Linked DNA regions of Mus musculus: regions 2 and 3 are each linked to region 1. The links are chromatin contacts, called in public Hi-C and promoter capture Hi-C maps. All regions are on one chromosome and are shown on one strand. The core of a region is the stretch at or near the end of the contact, and the rest is flanking DNA. Distances in the headings are between cores, read along the strand shown. Region 1 holds the start of Rrm2 (ribonucleotide reductase M2). Region 2 overlaps Rnf144a (ring finger protein 144A). Region 3 holds the start of 4930480M12Rik (RIKEN cDNA 4930480M12 gene).

Evidence for each region. Promoter capture Hi-C pulls out the DNA fragments that hold promoters and counts their contacts. Hi-C and Micro-C count contacts between places; a contact is called where the count stands out from the background.
Region 2: a Hi-C map of LSK cells shows a contact between it and region 1, with 6 times the contacts expected there. The contact joins the enhancer-like site here to the promoter of Rrm2 in region 1. A contact is called at or near these places in 10 of 39 promoter capture datasets (the 3T3-L1 cell line, 3T3-L1-derived adipocytes, embryonic stem cells and 5 more), 2 of 484 Hi-C or Micro-C datasets (CD4 T cells and LSK cells), 1 of 115 datasets of contacts at active chromatin or transcription factors (memory CD8 T cells) and 2 of 9 other capture datasets (liver and macrophages).
Region 3: a promoter capture Hi-C map of liver shows a contact between it and region 1, with 6 times the contacts expected there. The contact joins the promoter of 4930480M12Rik here to the promoter of Rrm2 in region 1. A contact is called at or near these places in 5 of 39 promoter capture datasets (frontonasal cranial neural crest, hippocampal neurons, liver and 2 more) and 1 of 115 datasets of contacts at active chromatin or transcription factors (large pre-B cells).

Annotation. Positions count from the first base shown.
Region 1 is chr12:24,706,816-24,709,618 of GRCm38.p6, reverse strand. Rrm2 (ribonucleotide reductase M2) reads right to left here and starts at 1,365. Exons shown (of 10, transcript NM_009104.2): 1 at 1,174-1,365; 2 at 985-1,059; 3 at 534-680; 4 at 178-294. The coding sequence starts at 1,272.
Region 2 is chr12:26,400,353-26,403,155 of GRCm38.p6, reverse strand. All of the region lies in intron 2 of Rnf144a (ring finger protein 144A), which reads left to right. Among named protein-coding and RNA genes, the nearest start is that of Mir6538, 13 kb to the left of the region's middle. Within about 2 kb of position 1,330, at least 73 of the 459 cell types and tissues checked have an H3K27ac peak or open chromatin away from gene starts, as enhancers often do. A contact at or near this core is called in LSK cells, hematopoietic stem and progenitor cells, liver and 1 more, where this site is marked.
Region 3 is chr12:26,209,803-26,212,605 of GRCm38.p6, reverse strand. It overlaps 4930480M12Rik (RIKEN cDNA 4930480M12 gene), which reads right to left and starts at 1,339. Exons shown (of 3, transcript NR_046278.1): 1 at 1,290-1,339. It overlaps Gm29687 (predicted gene, 29687), which reads left to right and starts at 2,101. Exons shown (of 5, transcript NR_131149.1): 1 at 2,101-2,203.

The DNA.
Region 1 (2,803 bases), core at 116-2,615:
CCAACAGGGGTAACTCATAACAGAACCTGGGTCTTCCGCCCAAGCAGGAAGTGTGTTAACCAGAGCGGAGACTGGAGTCAGTCATCTATCCCTCCAGCCCCGCTTCAGGGCAAAAGATAGAGAGCCAGGAACCAGTTCTGGATCTAAGTGAATTATGGGTATTTCATGCCAACTCACCAAGTTCTCATTGACTATGCCATCACTCGCTGCAAAGAAAGCCAGAACGTGAGATATAAAATGTCTCTCATCGGGTTTCAGAGCTTCCCAGTGCTGAATATCCTTGGAAAGGTCCACCTGAAGTTTAGAAGTTCACGATTAGCAGGTCTGTAGGTCTCTCTCTCTTTCTCTCTCTCATACACACACACTTTAAAACTGAAGTCCCCCAAACCATCTCATTACCGAATTCTTCACATCCATTATTCCCTTTGTTTCAGGGAACACCCAATATCTCAGTGAGCTACCATTCCCAAGGGCAAAAAGTTGTGACGGCCATGCGGGAGCCTTCTGACACACAGCAAGTCCTGAACGATTACCTCCTCGGCAGTCCAAAAGGAGGCCTCGGCTTTCTTGTACATCTGCCAGATATCATGGTACTCGATGGGAAAGACAACGAAGCGGCGGGGGTTTTCTCTCAGTAACGGCTCATCCTCAACGCTGGGGTTAGTAGGCGCTTTACTTTCCTGTTGGATGAGAGAGAGTGCCAAGTGAACCAACCCCCAAATGCCAACCGAACCGCAGGAAACTGCTAGCCAGTGTCTCATCAGATCGAGTACTTTCAACGATTGGTAATCTCGTGTGCTTAGCTGTCACGCTGCACTCTACTATTACCATAGGCCGACCCGAGTAGGACATTCTGAGGAGACACTTTGGCGGGAAAGAAGAGTCAAATAATTCAGCTGGGACAATGCAGATTTAGCGCCAACGAGCGGGCGCCCTCTACTGGGAGCCTAAGCGACCCACCTCAGCCCCACACGGGCCACTCACCAGCTCGGCGGAGTCCTGGAAGATTCTCCTCGCAGCTTTGCTGGCCAGGACGCGGGTGCTGCTGAGAGTCGGGGGCTGTAGGGGGACACGCGTGGTGAATGGCGGTAGGCACCCTCCACCCTCCCGGGTCCGGGAACCCACGACCTGCCAGTGCACATCCAACCCAGCCGGCACCTGGGCCGCCCTCACCGTGTTCTCCTTGTCAGCCAGGGTGAGTCGCTTCAGCGGCGACAACTGCAGCTGCTGCTGGTCAGCGATGGTGGCGAGCGGGGTGCGGACGGAGAGCATGGCGAACGAGGGCAGCGGCGGAGACGGCGAGGAGCAGGCGAAAACAGCTGGAATCCGGTGCACCGCCGACTGCCAGCGCCCGCGCCCTTTAAAGAGCCACCCAACCGCGCGCTCCGAGGGGGCGTGGCCTCGCCTCCCATTGGACGCCGCTGACCCCGCTCGCCGCCCAGCGCGGGAGATTTGAGTTGCGCCGCAGGCCTTCCGCACAAAGACCTTTAAGGAGCCTGCGCCGGCCGGGTGCGCGGGCGCTCGCGGGGCCGGAACCGGTTAGGATTGCGAGAGCCTTGGGGATTGAGCGCGCAGGGGGTCGCCGGGCGGGCGTTGCCGCTGAGGTTGGTGCCAAGGGTGGAGTGACGCTGCTGGCCTCTGGGACACGTCGCCTTGACTGTCTTCATGTCCCAAGTAGAGGGGTGCGGGGGACCCTGGTTTCTTAAAGAGATTCGGGGTCCCGAGCAATCGCACCGGCCTTGTGGGATTAAGGGGGTCCTCAAACTAGGGTTCCCTAAAAAGCTGTCTTCAAACTCATGAAGGGGTACGGATGCAGCCTTGGGTTCCTTTTCTACCCTGCCCCTCCTGTCAGACCCCTGTCCCCTCTGTCCCAATTAGTTTAAAAGCTGCCAGACGATTACAAATTCCAGGAAGCTCACAGGATGGTGACGAGTCATACATTCATTTTACGACTCTGGGCGTCCAGTAGTCTAAAGACGAATCTGCAAATTCCTGTGGTGAGGGTGGAGACAAGAACTCAAGTTTCCATCTTTCTGATTTGCCCTACGGGGTCCAAGATACCAGAGATAAAGCGCTGAGATGGGACACTGAGATCCCGGGGAAAAACGTGGAACCTGGGAAGGCTCCACTGACTCTCCCAGGTCAAATATTTTAAAAGAGGACGAGGGGAGGCTCCCCTCTGCTTGTGTCCTAAGTTCTCTCACTGTAGATGCTGTAAAAAATCTCTGAACACCATGTGGCAGCTCAAAGTTAAAGCAGGCGGCATCCACCGCTGCACAATTTATTGATGCTGGGGACAAAACCCAGGACTTCTTCCATGCTAAGCTAACTGGGCCATATCGATAAATATTTTAAATCACCTCTAGCAAAATTGTCAGTTCTTTTTTTTAACATATAATTTCTAATTCACATTCCATTCCTCCGTTATCCGAGGGGTTTGCCTTTGGCTCCTCTAGCTCCTGGTGTACTCAGTACAAATGAGGTCTGGCTACTAAAATAACACTCGACCACTGAGGGAAGGAGAAGGTCGCCGCCATTCTCTTCTCCCTGCTCACAACCTCCTCCAAACGCCTCTTCCTCCCGCCAAGCAGGCTGAGCTTAGTGGGCAGCCCCGCCTAGGTTCCCCTGTACCGGGACCTGTCAGGAGCTGAGCGCTTTTGCTTCTGGCGCGGTTTTTAACCTCTGCTCTGTGATTGGTTGGTTCAACTTCAAGATTCCCAGCCCCACCGGCCCGCGCGCGCTGCGGTCACTCAAGGGCAAGTCCGCTTTCAGGTGACCTTAGATGTGGAAACCGAGTCCCCGC
Region 2 (2,803 bases), core at 81-2,580, 1.7 Mb before region 1:
AGGACCTTGCAAACCAAACTTCCATGTGCCGACCTTTTCCCGGAACCCTTGGCTGGGCCGAGTGCATGACTGCCATCCCAGTACTTGGGAGGCTGAGACAGGAAGAGAGAAGCAAGTTCACACCAGCCCCAGTGTTGAGTTTTAGGCCAGCTTGAGCTTAGAACTTGGACCTGTCTCAGGAACTAAAAGGAAGGATGGCTTGGAGGGAAAGGAAGGGAACCCACTGTCCCTGACCTCATCCACGAGGGGCTGACAGTGTCCCTCAGATCATACAGTGCTCCCTACGCAATGAACCCCTGACTCCACCCCTAGCTATGCACACAACTGTAATCTCAGCACTCAGAAGGTAGAGGCAGGAGGCTGAGGTGTTCAGGGTCAGCTTCTTAGTGGGTTCTAGGAATCCTGAGCTACGCAAGACACTGTATACAATTTTTACGAAGGGTATTGCTCGAAGGTATATGTTGGTAATTTTCAAAGCCGTGCGCCAGGTCTAAACCAATAGCTAATGGGCTAATAAGAACAATCGCTTAAAGTTCACACAATCCTAGGGTGTCTGGGTTTAATTATATTTGGATCTTTCCTTTGTCTGTCCAGATCCCAGTCTGCTTCGCACAGCTCTGCTGATGTAGGAACAAGGAATAGTTACAGTGTAACTGTGGGCAGTGGGCAGCCAGAATAAAGACCTTGAGAGATAAGATAAAGGTTTCTTTGTAAACATGAATCCATTAGTTCTTAGATTTTTTTTTTAAGAAATTAGCTGAAAGGAACTTCTTATTTTTTTAAAGATGAACTAGCTGTGGGAAGGAGGGGAATGTATCTTGTTGGCTTAGGCAGAGTGATACGTCTCTTGGCTCAAGCTCCGGAAGGGGCTAGATTAAGGATGCATGTATTATTTCTCTTTGCCACGCAGCCAGCCCCAGAAAACAATGCTAACTGTGGAGAAGAATAAATGATTTGCGCACAAATGTTTAATGTTTTCATTTCTTTTTAAAATGTAGTAGCTCCAAGTGGAAAATATTTAAATGCGGTTAAATAAACATCATTCACTAATTAGATAAGATTTTCAGAGATTGTGGCCCTGGGAAAATGTTTAGATTATTAAGAGAAAATAATTGTGAGACAGGCTTGTATGTAAAACACGGTTTATCAACATGGAAACTATGCCAAGGGAAAGACTCATAACTCACAGAGAACGTGACTTTGGTTTTGGTTTTGGTCCTTGACCTTTTTTTTTTTTCTAATTGTGGTTTTGTAGTTGGCTTCCTGTGTCGTTGCTTGGGTTCAGCAAACTGTTGATTGGAAACACTCAGGGGAGGACCTTTTCCTGTCTTGATTTTGCTCTTGATATTGTTAAAGAGATGCACATTGTGTAGGACGGCCTGTGTAAAGCAGAGAGGATGTACAATATTATGGGGTCTTGGGTGTGAGTCCTGTCATCCGTGACAGGGACAGAGACCCAGCCCTTATTCTGTCTCTGTGCAGGGACCTAGAAAGTTTCTATCCCCTTAGGGATTCCCATTTAGGCAAAACCAGGATTCCTGGCTTCATAGATCAAGGAAAAGGATACCACGGTATCTTAGTGTTTTATTGCTATTAGAGACACCATGGCCAAGCCAACTCTTATAAAGGACAACATTTAATTGGGGCTGGCTCACAGTTTCACAGTTTCAGCCCATTATCATCATGACAGGAAGCATGGCTGCATGCAGGCAGACAGTGCTGGAGGAGCCAAGAGTTTTACATTTTGATCCAAAGGCAGCCAGGAGAAGAGGGGTTTTAAGGCCCTGGGTAGAGCTTTAAGTGCAGGACCTCAAAGCCCATCCCCACAGTGACTCACTGACTCAGACAAGACCCACCTCTGCATAGTGTCACTTTCTATGGGTCAAGCATATTTAATCCAGCACACATGATGAACCCTGATGAAGCAAGGCTGGGGATTTACCAACAGACAGTTTACGCGTATATCTCATGCTCGGGGTGTTTAGACAGATGACTGACTGATGAGCAAAAGCACACCAGGAGGATGAAGGGGAGCCTCCCTAGGGCAAGTTGGAAGCAGCTTTCTCTATGATGGGGGTGTACAGGGTTTTGTTGGCTTTGGCACTGGCTGGTATTTTTTGTGAGCTTGACACAAGTTAGCATCACCTGGGAAGAGGGAACATGGAGTGATGTAATTGCCTCCATTAGGTTGGCCTGTTGGCAAGTCTGAGGCATTTTCTTGATTAATGATTAATGTGGGAGGGTGCATCTTCCCCTGGGCAGGTGATCTGGGCTTGTATGAGAAAGTAGGCCAATCCCAGCAACTGACCCACCAACCAAAGAGCAAGTATAGGCTGGACCTAGACCCTCTGCATATATGTAGCAGATGTGCAGCTTGGTCTTCTTGCGGATCCCCCAACAACTGGAACAGGGCTGTCCCTAACTCTGTTGCCTGCCTCTGGATCCCATTCACCTCACTGGTGTATCTCTCTGTGTGTGTGTGTGTGTGTGTGTGTGTGTGTGTGTGTGTGTGTGTGTGTGTATCTCTGTGTCCATGTGTTTGTAGGTCAGAGGACAACTTGCACTAGTCAGTCCTTTTGCCATGTGATTTCAAGGGATTGAGCCTAGGTCTTCAGGCTTGGTGCAGTTGACTTTACCCACTGATCCACCCTGCCAGCTCCCCACCAAAAAACTTTTAAATGTAAATTAAGGTTCATCCCAACACATATAATGCATTATTTCAGACATGACAAGCATTTCAGCGGATGAGCCAGAGGTGAGCCAGAGGTCTAAGATAGGCATTTTGCAGTGGTGGTTTAGAGAG
Region 3 (2,803 bases), core at 90-2,589, 1.5 Mb before region 1:
TCACTCCCAGTGTATTGTAATGTCATAGTAACCCAGGTGCAGTCCCCAGGATTTCATCAGAGAGGGCACAGACAATGCCCAGGCTATGAGGCTAGGAATCAGTCCAACAGGTGTTTATTTGTTTGTTATTGTTGAAATTCAGAATCTGAATTACAGTTCCATTAAAAGGGGGACCAAAAAAAAATCTGCCTCTTTCTAGATAGAACCAATCAGTTAAGGGAACAAGAATGAAATATCCTGGAATATGACATATAGTACTGCTGATACTGGATCCTAGGCTTCCGGATTGGGAAGGAAAAAGGACAAGTTTTATCAGGAGATGAGAGCCCTTTGGGAAGGAGCCCAGTAGCTCCTAACTCTCCCTGACTCCCCAGCTGACAACAGTGAAACACTGATTAAGAGGCTGCTGTTTTTTTCCCAATGGTAGCAGCAATCGTTCCCTGGAAGCCAGCTCTCTTGATTAATGTATAAAGGAGATGCGAAAACATACACTCTGCTTTTCTGATACTAAATATACACACCTTTAATCTCTGTTCTCCAGCCTATGCAAGAGCTCACCAGAGAAGAAAATCAAATAGCATACTGTATACAGAAGCTCTCTCCCCCCAAATGCCTGGTTCCTGATTAGAGCAAGAAGAAAGAATAGGATGCCACAGGGAAAGGCACACATCCAAACTATGGAGAGATATCATATTCCTTCTCTCAAGGAAGTGAGGAGCATCTATATGTTTTAATTAAAATATGAAATGCATTTAAGTAAATCTCACTAAGCTCTGAGTCAGCACCTTTAGAAATCATTTTCTCTTTGTTGCAGCCAAATGCAAAGTGATTGATCCGACTGCGAAGTGTAGGGTTTGTGGGACTGTATCAATCCGCCATTTGGAGACTCCGCGCCAACAGTTGTATTTGGTAAGGCGAGTACTAGAGGGAACTCGTAGAAAACTAAAATGCTTGTCAACAGATGAGACACAAATGTACGATCCAAAGCTGTTTCTGGAACGAGCCATTTGGGGAACTGCCACACAGCTTGAGAGATCTGAAAGAAAATGCAGGCTCCACGTGACAACTTTAAATAAAACATAAAGGCCTTTGCTCACAGGGTGGGGGGTCTTACTCTTGCTGATCTACTAGTTTTCCCTGAAAATTGTATTAGCTTGGAAAGTAAACACAATTACTCTGTGAATGCAAATTATGCTTCTAACTAATTACTGATCGAATCCAGCAAAGGACAGCCACATTTTTGTCTTTTGAAATATAATATAAGAAACATTTGTAGTGTGGAGGCTTACCTTGTCCGTCCGAGGAAATTAATTTTCTTTCCTTACCCAGAAAGATTGGTAATTAGCTGGGAGTGTGATGTTCCCTTGTTGCTATGACTACAGCAAGACTTCATAAGGCCCCAGGACTGAGAAAGAGCAAAGGTGACAGAGCCCTTGAGGGAGAGATACTTCCTTGCGGAGCAAGTACAGCCAGCTACCCACCCCATCACACAAGAAGAAGAGGAGCTGGGTTAAGCCTACGGTGCTAATTTACAAAGTATTTTAAAATCAAAGATTGTCCGCACAACATTGTTAACTTTATCTTCTTTTTTCCCCCTCCTTTTTCTTCCTCTGTTTTAAACCCAGGTGTTCTAGGTAATTTGATATTGCTATTGCCTCCAGGGATTTTGTTTGTTTGCTAGTTTTAATCCAAGGAAGTAAAAGAGGCCTCTCAGAGCCACAAGGTTGAAGGTCAAAGATCCCTGGGGTCTGCTGAGCCTAAAAACCCTCCCATGTGGACATTTTCTTAGGTAGAGGAGGCTGCCCATGCTGGAATTTGAGTTTGAGAGCAAGCTTAAACCCCAGAAGCTTCACAATCTTAAACAAGACTGATTCCCCATCATCCTAGTCTTACTTTCCCTGTTGCTTTCTTAACGTTTGATATGAATCTAGGATTCTGTAGGATAGACTTGGACCACCAACACACTTGTTTTTCTGTTTTAAATATGTCACGTTATGAGTCTGTTGTCCTGTTCCCAGCATCCCCCACGTGCTGAGGCAGGTGCTGGCATGAAGCGAGTGAGTGTGAGCCTTTAGGGAATTCACGTGGAAGGGAAGGAGAAGGGTGCACTTACAGGAATAGCATTGGTGCTTAGGGTAGGAAATGAAGGAACGGAGACAAACCTTGACCAATTCGGAGCTACCAAAGTGGAGGACATGGTGAGGTAGGCATGCAGTGATCACAGATAGCAGATGAGCCTCATGGTCTCTTTTCCTCTAAGAATCATACAAGGAGTTTTGAGCATTTCCTTGTGAGGGATCCTATCATTGTCACAGTATAAGTAAATCACATGCAAAGCTACATACTTTTGTCTCATGCATTACAGAAAAAAAGGAAAGCCAAAATTCAGCTCTGGAAGTCTAAGAATGTATGGCTATATTTCTAAAATGTAGCCCATCATACAAAGAAAACAAAAAGACAGACACTCAGTGACGACTTCCTCCTCCTCCTCCTCCTCCTCCTCCTCCTCCCTCCCTCCCTCCCTCCCTCCCTCCCTCCCTCTCCCTCCTTCTCTCTCTTTCTCTCTCCTACCCCTCTCCCCCGTGTGTGTATGGGTGTAGTGGGTGGGTATACACAACTGTACATGTATGTGTAGAAGCCAGTGTGAGATGTATTCTCCATCATGGTAGTAGGTGGGTGTGCACATCTGTGCATGCATGTGTTGAAGCCAGCAGTCAGTATGAGATGTCTTCTTTTGGTACCTTCTCCTGTCTAGAACCGTAAGCCAAAATAAACTCTTGCTCCCATAATTCACTTCTAGTTG